Linked DNA regions of Zea mays: region 2 is linked to region 1. A link is a contact called in public Hi-C data. All regions are on one chromosome and are shown on one strand. Each heading gives the region's core, a stretch centred on a gene start, on an enhancer-like site or on the middle of the called end of the contact. The rest is flanking DNA. Distances are from core to core; before and after follow the strand shown.

Region 1 (4,599 bases), core at 1,431-3,930:
GTGCAATCGTGCAAAATACTGTTTGTATTATAGACTATACCATTTTCTATCTGTTTCTAAATCACAAGTCATCCAGTCCCGTTTGCATAGTGCACCCGAATTTTCCTTCCATCAAGCACCTGCGAAGCTTAATTTGTGTCGGTGAGAGGCAGGCAGGTGTTCTTGTCCTATATGATGATATATATGAAAGAAGATAGTCTTGCCTGACCGTTCATCTTTTGCAATGCTGCGTCAGCTTGGTTTTGCGAAGAAAACTTGACAAAACCAAATCCTTTCGACTTGCCGCTTGTGGGATGGCATATAACCTTCGCTGCAGTGCATAAATATATTGTAAATGAATCGTCATGAGAGAAAGATCGATTTTTTTCGTAGCCAAAAAGTAGTTTCATAAGAAGAATATAGAAGAGGAGGAGGAGCAACCCGCAATAACATCACCACATTGAGAGAAAACATCCTTGAGAGCTGTCTCGTTAGTGTCGTAGGAAAGACCTGCAGAGAAAATAAAAAGGAAGGCTGCATCATCCGTTGCCAATTCTTCTTCTACTGTAATTGAAAGCTGTTACCATACCGCCGACGAACAAGTTGGAGCTGCTGCATGCGGAGGAAGACGCGGTGGTCCGATTCCCCAATGGAAGCGCAAGCCAGCCTCCTCCTCCTCTCCTCCAGCCGAGCTTTAGGGCCATGCTATGTACTGCCACTGAACCCTAAGGAAGCAACCCGAATTCGAACCCGGAGGGAGGGAGCCAGGGACTCCCTCGTCGACGGCGGCGCACCCGCACCGCAGCCAGCAAGGGAGCGATAGCGAGCAAACCGCGGCGGCCGGCGGGCCTCTTCTTCGATTGATTGGTTGGTGGTACCCTATTCCAAGGCCCAAGCCCAAGGCCCGCGGGTGATTGCGCTCTTGTCTGTCAGCGGATGAGGTGGAGGTGCCTGGCTCGTTGTCGCTGCGTAAAAAGGATTTGTTCCTTGTGCTGTGGGGAAGGGGAGTTATTTGACTTCGTAACATTCTCGTCGCGCGGCTTCGTCATTTTATTACTTCGTAGCTGAGCTTCGTCATTTTGGTATTATAGAGTATACACCCGTTCGCGCGGCTTCGCCACTTTATTACTCCGTAGCTGAACTTCGTCATTTTGGTATTATAGAGCATACACCCGTGCCAGTTTGGGACTGTTAATCTACCGGCCTCTTTAATCTTACCTGAGCTACGGTAAAAGTCAATTTTGTCCCTCGAGATAACCGCGGCGAACGTGACGCAGCTGCGGTGCGTGGCGGAGTACCTGAAGATGACGGAGGACCACCACGCGGACAACCTCGTGGCCCGGGCGGAGGCGTACCTGGCCGAGGTGGCGTTGCGGAGCCTGGACGGGGTGCTGGAGGTGCTGCGCAGGTGCGACGGCCCCGTGGCGGAGTAGGTTGGGCTGGTGGCCCGCTGCGTCGACACCGTCGTCGCTAGCGCGGGCAAGGAGCAGCTGGTCTCCGGCCTGGCGCACCTGGAGACGTGCGACTGCGCCGCCTTGCGCTGCGGGGAGGACTGGTGGGTGGAGGACCTCTCCTTGCTCCGGATCAACCATTGATCTGTGTCTGGTTAAACTTTTTCAGATCAATGTATATGCATGGAGTTAAATTGTATAAAAATTGACAAAAAACATGGCATTTGTAGCATCAAACAGAATAAGTTTAGCTGATCAAATAGAATAAGAATATATTTGATTTAGTGTCAATGAATTCCATTTCTGACGGTAGCCTGAAGCCCTTTGTAATCAGGCCAAGCACATCCTTTGCACAAGCTGTTTGGTTTGTCATTTCTTGATCGGTTTTGTGTCTAGAGAAAAGAGAACTCGTTGGCTGACCAAATGTTTTGCTGCAGGGAAAAAAACCCAAACAAAAACAGGCGCATCCATCTCTGATGGAGTTGGAGTGCAAGTGGCTGTGCAGCTGATCGACTGCCAGAAGCTGTCGCAGGACGCGTCGAGCCACGCGGCGCAGAACGACCGGCTGCCGATCTAGATGGTGGTGCGCGTGCTCTACTTCGAGCAGCTCCGCCTCAAGTCGTCCTTCTCGGGCGGCGGGTCCGGGTGCGTCGGCTTGGGCGGCGCCGACGGGTCCTTCTCGCAGCGGTTCATGTGTAGCAGCAGCTCATGCGTCCATGAAGGACGACTTGAGGCGGAGCTTTGTACCTCCATGCAGCCGGGTGAAGGGAACCAGAAGCAAGACGGCTGCGCGGGATACAGACGGCAGCGTAGGTACCAGATCCTAGTTCAGACGGGGGCGCGGGCACCAGATCCTTGTTCAGACGGGGGCGCGGGCACCATGTGGCAGATGGCCGCGCGGAATGCAGACGGCGGCGCGGGCGAGTCTCCAGCGCGGGCACCGTCTGTTAAGTTACTCCCGTCTGTTCTCTTTCGCGGCTAGGGATAAATTAGTACACAGGTGTGTGCTCCCTTCATCAAGCGCAAGAAAACAGATGTTTACAGAGTGCGAGAGATTAACAGTCCTAGACTGGCGTGGGTGTGTGCTCTATAATATGAAATTGGCGAAGCTCAGCTGTGGAGTAATAAAGTGACGAAGCCGCGTGGATGTTACAAAGTCAAATAACTCCGGGAAGAGGGGCAAGGCAAGATCCCTGCTAATTAATGTTAATAATGGTATCCTCCTCTCGTCGGCAACCCAACGCCACCACCGCCGCTCTTCTCTTCCATGTGCCCGCCATTTATTTATATTTATCACTACTCTAACCTCGCCTCGCCTCGTTTAAACAAAACAAATAAACTAATAAGCTATGACCGTGAGCCGTCGTCGTCGGAGAAGAAGAAGAAAGGCTAGTGTTGTGCTGCTGTCGCATCAGCCGCCCGCCGAGCCTCAGATCCACCACCAGCACCGATGCCGGTCCTCTGCACCCACCACGTTCAGCTCCGCCTCTGGTGGCGCCGTCTCGGCCGACGCAGCGCCACATTCGCCCTCGCGCTCCTCGCCGTCGCCCTCGTGCTCACGCTCTCCCGCTACGCCGCAGGCCCTGCGCCCTCCCCGCCCCCGTCCTCGTCCTACGGGCATCGCCTCCCGGCCCTCGTCGACATCACCCTCGTCTACGGCGCCATCGACAAGGGCGCAGGTCAGTCACGCTCCTCTTCAGCTTCCCGCTGCTTGTCCCCCATCCTGAACCATCAGCTTGGCTAGTGTGCTTGGATGGTACGCCGCCTGCCTACCACTTCCTTCCTGGATTTGGGGACGGATCCCACAACTGGCTCCTCCACTTGGAGGGCGGAAGCTGGTGCCGCAATTTCGAATCATGTGCTCGCCGTAAGAAAACAAATCTCGGTTCCTCTGCCCACATGGATACTCGTGCTGAATTCGTCGGCATCCTAAGTGACGATCAATCTCAAAATCCAGGTACTGATGCGTCTCCAATGCTCTCCTCTCCTCTGTCCAGTACTAATTACCAGTGCCTAACGATTCCAGTCACTTCACTTCAACTCCACAGCATAGCACGCACATCCTCTGAACAAAAATATATGGCAAAGTTTGCTTTCTATAAGTAGTAGTATACTATCCTAAAATAGTCAGCTCCGTCAACCAAATACAATCATCTGTTCACGACTCCTTGCATCTTCTAATAAGTAATAATTATACTTCCCGCAGATTTTTACAACTGGAACAAAGTGAAAATAAGATACTGTGATGGTGCATCATTCTCTGGAAATGTCCAAGAAGAAGTCAAGGTGTGCCTGCCCTCTATCCGCTTTACTCCTCGTTCTCACATTTGGATCTGTGTTTTCTTTTCTTCCCAGACATTCCGATTAATATTTCTGTGATGTGATCCTTCCCAGAATGATACAGGTTTCTTCTTCAGAGGCCAGCGTATCTGGGAAGCAGTCATGGCCGAACTTCTGTCTAAGGGGCTAGCCAGAGCGAAACAGGTTTGCCTTTCGAATAAAATAGCAGCGTTTGTTGCGATACTACTCGGTATTCATCATCAGTGCATTGATCTAGCATGTTTATGTATTCCACGGCCTGCCATGCGGCTTGAACACACGGAAAAAGTTCATTCCCAGTCCAAAACAGTGAACGTGACAAAGACTACACTATAGTTACAGTGATTTCGTTTTGCAGCTAGTCACGGGGTTTTCCCTTTGTAGCTAGTTATGGGTCTCTACATGGCATCTTTTGGAGGCATAAGATGTTTGGGGCCTAGGATGAATCAGCAACCACATGACATTTTACTCTTTCATTGGGCTACTTATCATAGGAGTAATCCAAAGCACTGTTCTTAAGGCATCGCCTAGACGTCCAGGCGGAGGTCTAACGCCTAGGCGCCTTGCCCGCCTACCTCGCCTAGGTGTCGCCTAGGCGCCGCCTAGGCATCCAGGCGGTGGTCCAATGCCTTGTCTTGCCTTACCGCTTTAAAAACTATGATCCAAAGTTATTTTATGCCTTGTGGCAAAGGGACTCCCTATCACATTTTATTCTCTTATCCTGTGGTATTCACATTGATTCTTTAACTAATTGTAGAGGACGGAAAAACCTATGCCCTAGAAAGTTAGAAAAACAAATTGCTAGACAAATAGATTGTTATTATGTCATTGGTGGCCACTCATGTGGGCA
Region 2 (4,589 bases), core at 1,639-4,138, 520 kb after region 1:
GTGAGTAGATTAATATTGTGTAAATGAATAATTATAAATAAACAATTTGAGAGTATTTTAGACTTTATATAGAGAATAGCGAAGACAATGTGCTATTCAAGGATATGATATGAAATAGAAAATTTCATCAGTTCTGATTGAGTAATTAGCCAACACTCGTCTTTGGCCAGCCACGGCTACAGCATACACACAATTTATTTAACCAAAATCAGGGGGAAGTATCAAATTATGATTGTTTGGCAAGTTGACAAAGGAATCAACACAACACTGGGAATATGGGCTTGCATTGACCACAGGTCCACACACCAGTGGCACCGGACCTGCCCAGCTGCCGCGCATGCTCTACGCATTCTTTGACTGCCACTTGCTCCTTCACTTCTTCATCACAAGTCTCTTTCTCTCATAAAATTAAAGGCTCTAGCTGTCTAGCACCAACACTGCCTGAACAGAGAACTTCTCATTCTCAACCACTATCACCAGTTTACAATTACAAACGAACAACGAATATTCTTCAACTTCAATAAGCGTATCACCCAACTTGTGCATTCTACGGTTACAATGCGGCAATCAATCGTGTCTATCAGTTTCTGGAGTACCAAAATGGGTCACCAAAAAAATCAATATATAGCGGGGAAAGTTTGATTTTGTAATACTAACTCTCACTTGTACGTGGCATATGCAGTGCAGCAGATTCACCACTAGCATATCCATCTCTGCCGGAAAGAAGCAAAAACTAAAACAAACAAAAAAAACTATTTTCTTCGTCCTTTTCTTATGTGCCTTCAAAAAGGGAAAAGGAAAAAAAAAAACTGGCACTAACATGGCCTGTTAGTATCCACCTTCTGTTTTACCTAATCTGTAAACTCCAAACCTGTAAGAAGAGTCTCCACCATTATGTATTGGACGGATGAAAAAAGCCTCTCATTTCTCCATTTTCTGAGGAAACAAAAATAGCCAGCAGCAAGCTGTTGTTCCTTCTCCTTTATAGTATTCTTATGTGTCCAAGGAACATAAATCAACAGCTGAGAAGGGAACGCCGCCTCCGCCTCTCAGATGACTTTGGCATCCTCTTCTTGTTGGCCTTGATTGGCATCATCAGTAATCCTGCGGTCTCAAGCTCTAACTGCAGGGACGTTTTCAGCCTCTTCAGGTGCCCAATGCACAGCGCGTGATCAGAAGATGTGCTCTGGAAGCCTCCCTCGGTAATGGAATCTTTCCTCTCATACTTGGACTGCCATTTCGCTTGGAGGTAAGGCAAGGATCTCCAGGGAGGAAGGGGCATTGAGTTTTGCTTCAGGGACCATTTTGCAGCATCTACCATCACATGCAGGAACTGCTTCAGTCGCGGAAGGGTGCCAACAAAGACCACTGGGAGCGAATTCAACAGGGTGCCATAAGAATCAACTGCCCTGGCAATTTCAAAGTGGCTTCTGAAGTCGATATCAACGATTAGACGCTCTGGAGCTGTAGTATCACCGTGCATTATGACATCAATGTACTCGTAGTCACCTGATTGGGGAAACCACAAACAGTTTAGCCTAGAACACCGTACTTAATCAGGTGCTCTCTTCTCTCAGTAGGAAGCATAGATAGATAAGCCAAGTTGTCATCTCAAGTACCTCCAGGTATCTTGTCAAACCCCTGCCATTTGGATGTGCAAACTGCTGCGTCGTTTCCCGAGTATCTCAAGAGCTTGACAAGCAAATGGCGGATGCAGCTGCCTCCACATTGGCCTGTTTTGAAAGGCTGAAGCTGCGGCTCATGGATAGAGAGGAGTAGCGAGTGGACCATGGCGAGCAGCTCGTTTTCTTTCTCGTCTCCACCCTGCTTCAACATCTAAATCAGGGTGCAGGGGCCAGGTAGTGTAAGTTGAGGCATACAAATGTAGAGGCAAATTGTAAGGCTGAAAGGACATATTAGAAGGGCACGATGCAATGAAAGTCACAAACATTAGGTGATGGCAGGAGAACAATGTTTTGAACAGACCGAGAAAGACACTATGGTAAGGATACAGGTGAATTTTGGTGTCATGTATGATGATGATGATGATGACAGCACGTGGTGTGAAAAACTAGAAACAGAAATTAATTTGAAGCGTGATGATCTACACGAGAGTAGTGTATCCATCTAGTCTAGTAAATAAAGCAGTAATGTCGACTGGGTGCGCAATCAATCTCAAACATCATACAAAGCCACGGGGGCATTGGTTCGGTTGTTTAGGGTCAAAGCAAATCAAATCATCAACAGAAACTCCGTAAGCATGATTGCATATTTGCATGGCAAAGCTAGCTAATGGAAATGGAAGGAAAGCACGAGCCAGGTAGGGGAAGAGGGGCGTGAGGCGTACCGAGATCGTGTCCGCGAGGTGGGCGAGGTCAGGGAGACCGGATTCACTGTCGCTGCTATTGCGGGAGTCTCCGGAACCGGCGGTGGCCCCGTTCTCGAGGAAGTCGGTGACGAGCATGGCCAGGTCGCAGTCGCCGTCGTGGCTGTGGCTGCTGGCGAAGCCGGCGGCGGCGGAAGCGGGGACGGGGGCGGCGGTCCGCAGCCATAGGTCGGGCACCGGCGAACCCCCTCGAGCGGCGGTGGGTGCGACCCTCGCCGACGGCCTCCGGCGCGGCACGACACCTGGCGGCGGCGATAGGGCGAACTCCTTGGTGAGCATCATCATCGATGGATGCCGCCTTGGGTTCCTTCAGCTGCAATTAATTCGGGGGCGAGGGGGTCTCCTGTCGCGGAAGGAAAGGAGGAGGAAGGAAGAGGTGGTGCCACCGTTGGGTTTGGTTGGCGGGGCGGCGCGGGGAGGAAGCCAGGGAGGCTGCCGGAGGGGAATATTCCGGCACGGCAAGGCTCCCAATACAAATTGAAACAGGTTAGTTGGAAGGTGAGAAAAGTCCAACGCAACGCGGTCTGCCCAACTCACCAACCCACAAAAAGTTAAGGCTCTCTTTAGAACAAAGGATATTTTTCTAAATCCTACGTTTTTACTTTTAAACTAATTTCTGTGAAATTTCTACACTATTTCTGTAAAATTCTTGCATTCCAGAGATCCTAAGCCATTCCGTTTCCAATCGGCATGTGCTTCGTTCGATTTTCTTTTATTTGTTTATTTACTTATTATAATACTAATATTCTAAAGTTGTTTGCGCTAAGCTAATTTTTATCTACGGACTAACATTTTATCACACCCATATTTTTTTGGTTTACATGTGTTATTACTATTATTAAAATTTATGTTTTCCTAAAAATAAATAAATAAATCTCTTCCATTCGGTAATCATATCTGTATGCCTTGCGTTTCCTTCTCGCTGCTTCTAGTTCTAGCCAGGGCTTGCTATCCCCATGTGCACTCGTTTTCTTTCTTGCGGCTCAAGACACCTTTGATGTCCCTTTGTTTCGGTTTAAATCTAAATTTTAGCCACTATAAGGTGTGTAGACTCTCAAACGTCTAACTTTATAACTCGTTTTTATGAGAATCACTTTAGCGAAAATCATCTAAATTAACGTGAACACATAATCGACTATCACGATATGAGAAATCTGTCACGTTCTATATACCTAAACTCCATAGACTCTTTCATCTTCCCCTGCATGTAATTCTTACGATACTAAGTTTATCTCCACAGCGAGAATTCTCTCCTAGCTAGATTCTCAAAGAAGCTCGTCAGAAAAAAGTTGAACCAAACATAATCATAGTACTGTCTCTTTAATTAATTAAGGCTAACTGTAACAAAGATATACATAAAATGAGGATCTAAATACACGTAAAGTACAATCAGACGAAAGAATAGACCTAAATATTATCGTGTATCCAAATACGTGTTTAAGAAGATGGTCATCCATATATAGTTACACTCTCATATCGCATCTAAAATGGGTATAAGCATAGGGAACTTGTTGAAAATGATACAATGTCATTTAGATGTCTACTAGGGTAAAGTGATACACCATGTTTCCCTAATACAATCTACTAGAGACTATATCAGGATGACATGACACTCACCTTAGGAAATCCTTATAAAAGGGCCGACGATACGCTAAAGAGATGAGAAGCACAAACTCATGGGTGAACATCTACGTTCCATTTGGAAATAATGAAATAAATATTTTATAGTCCATAAACTTGAAAATGATAAAGACTCCATAAACAATTCTAAGTATCTAAGAGCAACTCCGATGGTTCTCTAAACAATTCTCTAAATCTTAAATATAAGAAGTAAGCAGAAAATTGCTTCTCCAATGGTTCTCTAAATAGATTTACTAAATTTAGTTAGTTGCTATCCAACTCTATTTACTCTCCACATTTAGCAACTCGATAGTAACTCCCTAAATGATGTTGACGTCAATTTTTTCACAGTGGCGTGATTATTTTTTCTCTTTCCCACACAATGAGGTAGCCAGGTATAGCACACTCTTTTTTCCACTTTCTAGCACAATGAGGTAGATAGATCAAATGAGTGTGACACAAGTTTCTCCTTCACCGTCAGACCCTACTGTCCCATAGGTTGCGCCATCGGACCACCACTCCTCATAGGTCATGTCGACCGACATTTTCTCTTCCGCCCTCGACATCCTCTGTTCTCAACCTT

Evidence for each region. Hi-C and Micro-C count contacts between places; a contact is called where the count stands out from the background.
Region 2: a Hi-C map of endosperm shows a contact between it and region 1, with 6 times the contacts expected there. The contact joins the promoter of LOC100280829 here to the promoter of LOC103652245 in region 1. A contact is called at or near these places in 3 of 25 Hi-C or Micro-C datasets (ear, endosperm and tassel).

The regions. Positions count from the first base shown.
Region 1 is chr3:145,825,374-145,829,972 of Zm-B73-REFERENCE-NAM-5.0, forward strand. It overlaps LOC103652245 (pectin acetylesterase 5), which reads left to right and starts at 2,681. Exons shown (of 11, transcript NM_001414178.1): 1 at 2,681-3,109; 2 at 3,175-3,387; 3 at 3,637-3,716; 4 at 3,825-3,914. The coding sequence starts at 2,881. It overlaps LOC103650683 (a long non-coding RNA gene), which reads right to left and starts at 925. Exons shown (of 5, transcript XR_002268098.3): 1 at 569-925; 2 at 421-489; 3 at 209-310; 4 at 41-119.
Region 2 is chr3:146,340,310-146,344,898 of Zm-B73-REFERENCE-NAM-5.0, forward strand. It overlaps LOC100280829, which reads right to left and starts at 2,889. Exons shown (of 3, transcript NM_001153749.1): 1 at 2,348-2,889; 2 at 1,620-1,836; 3 at 643-1,509. The coding sequence starts at 2,671. The coding sequence ends at 1,016.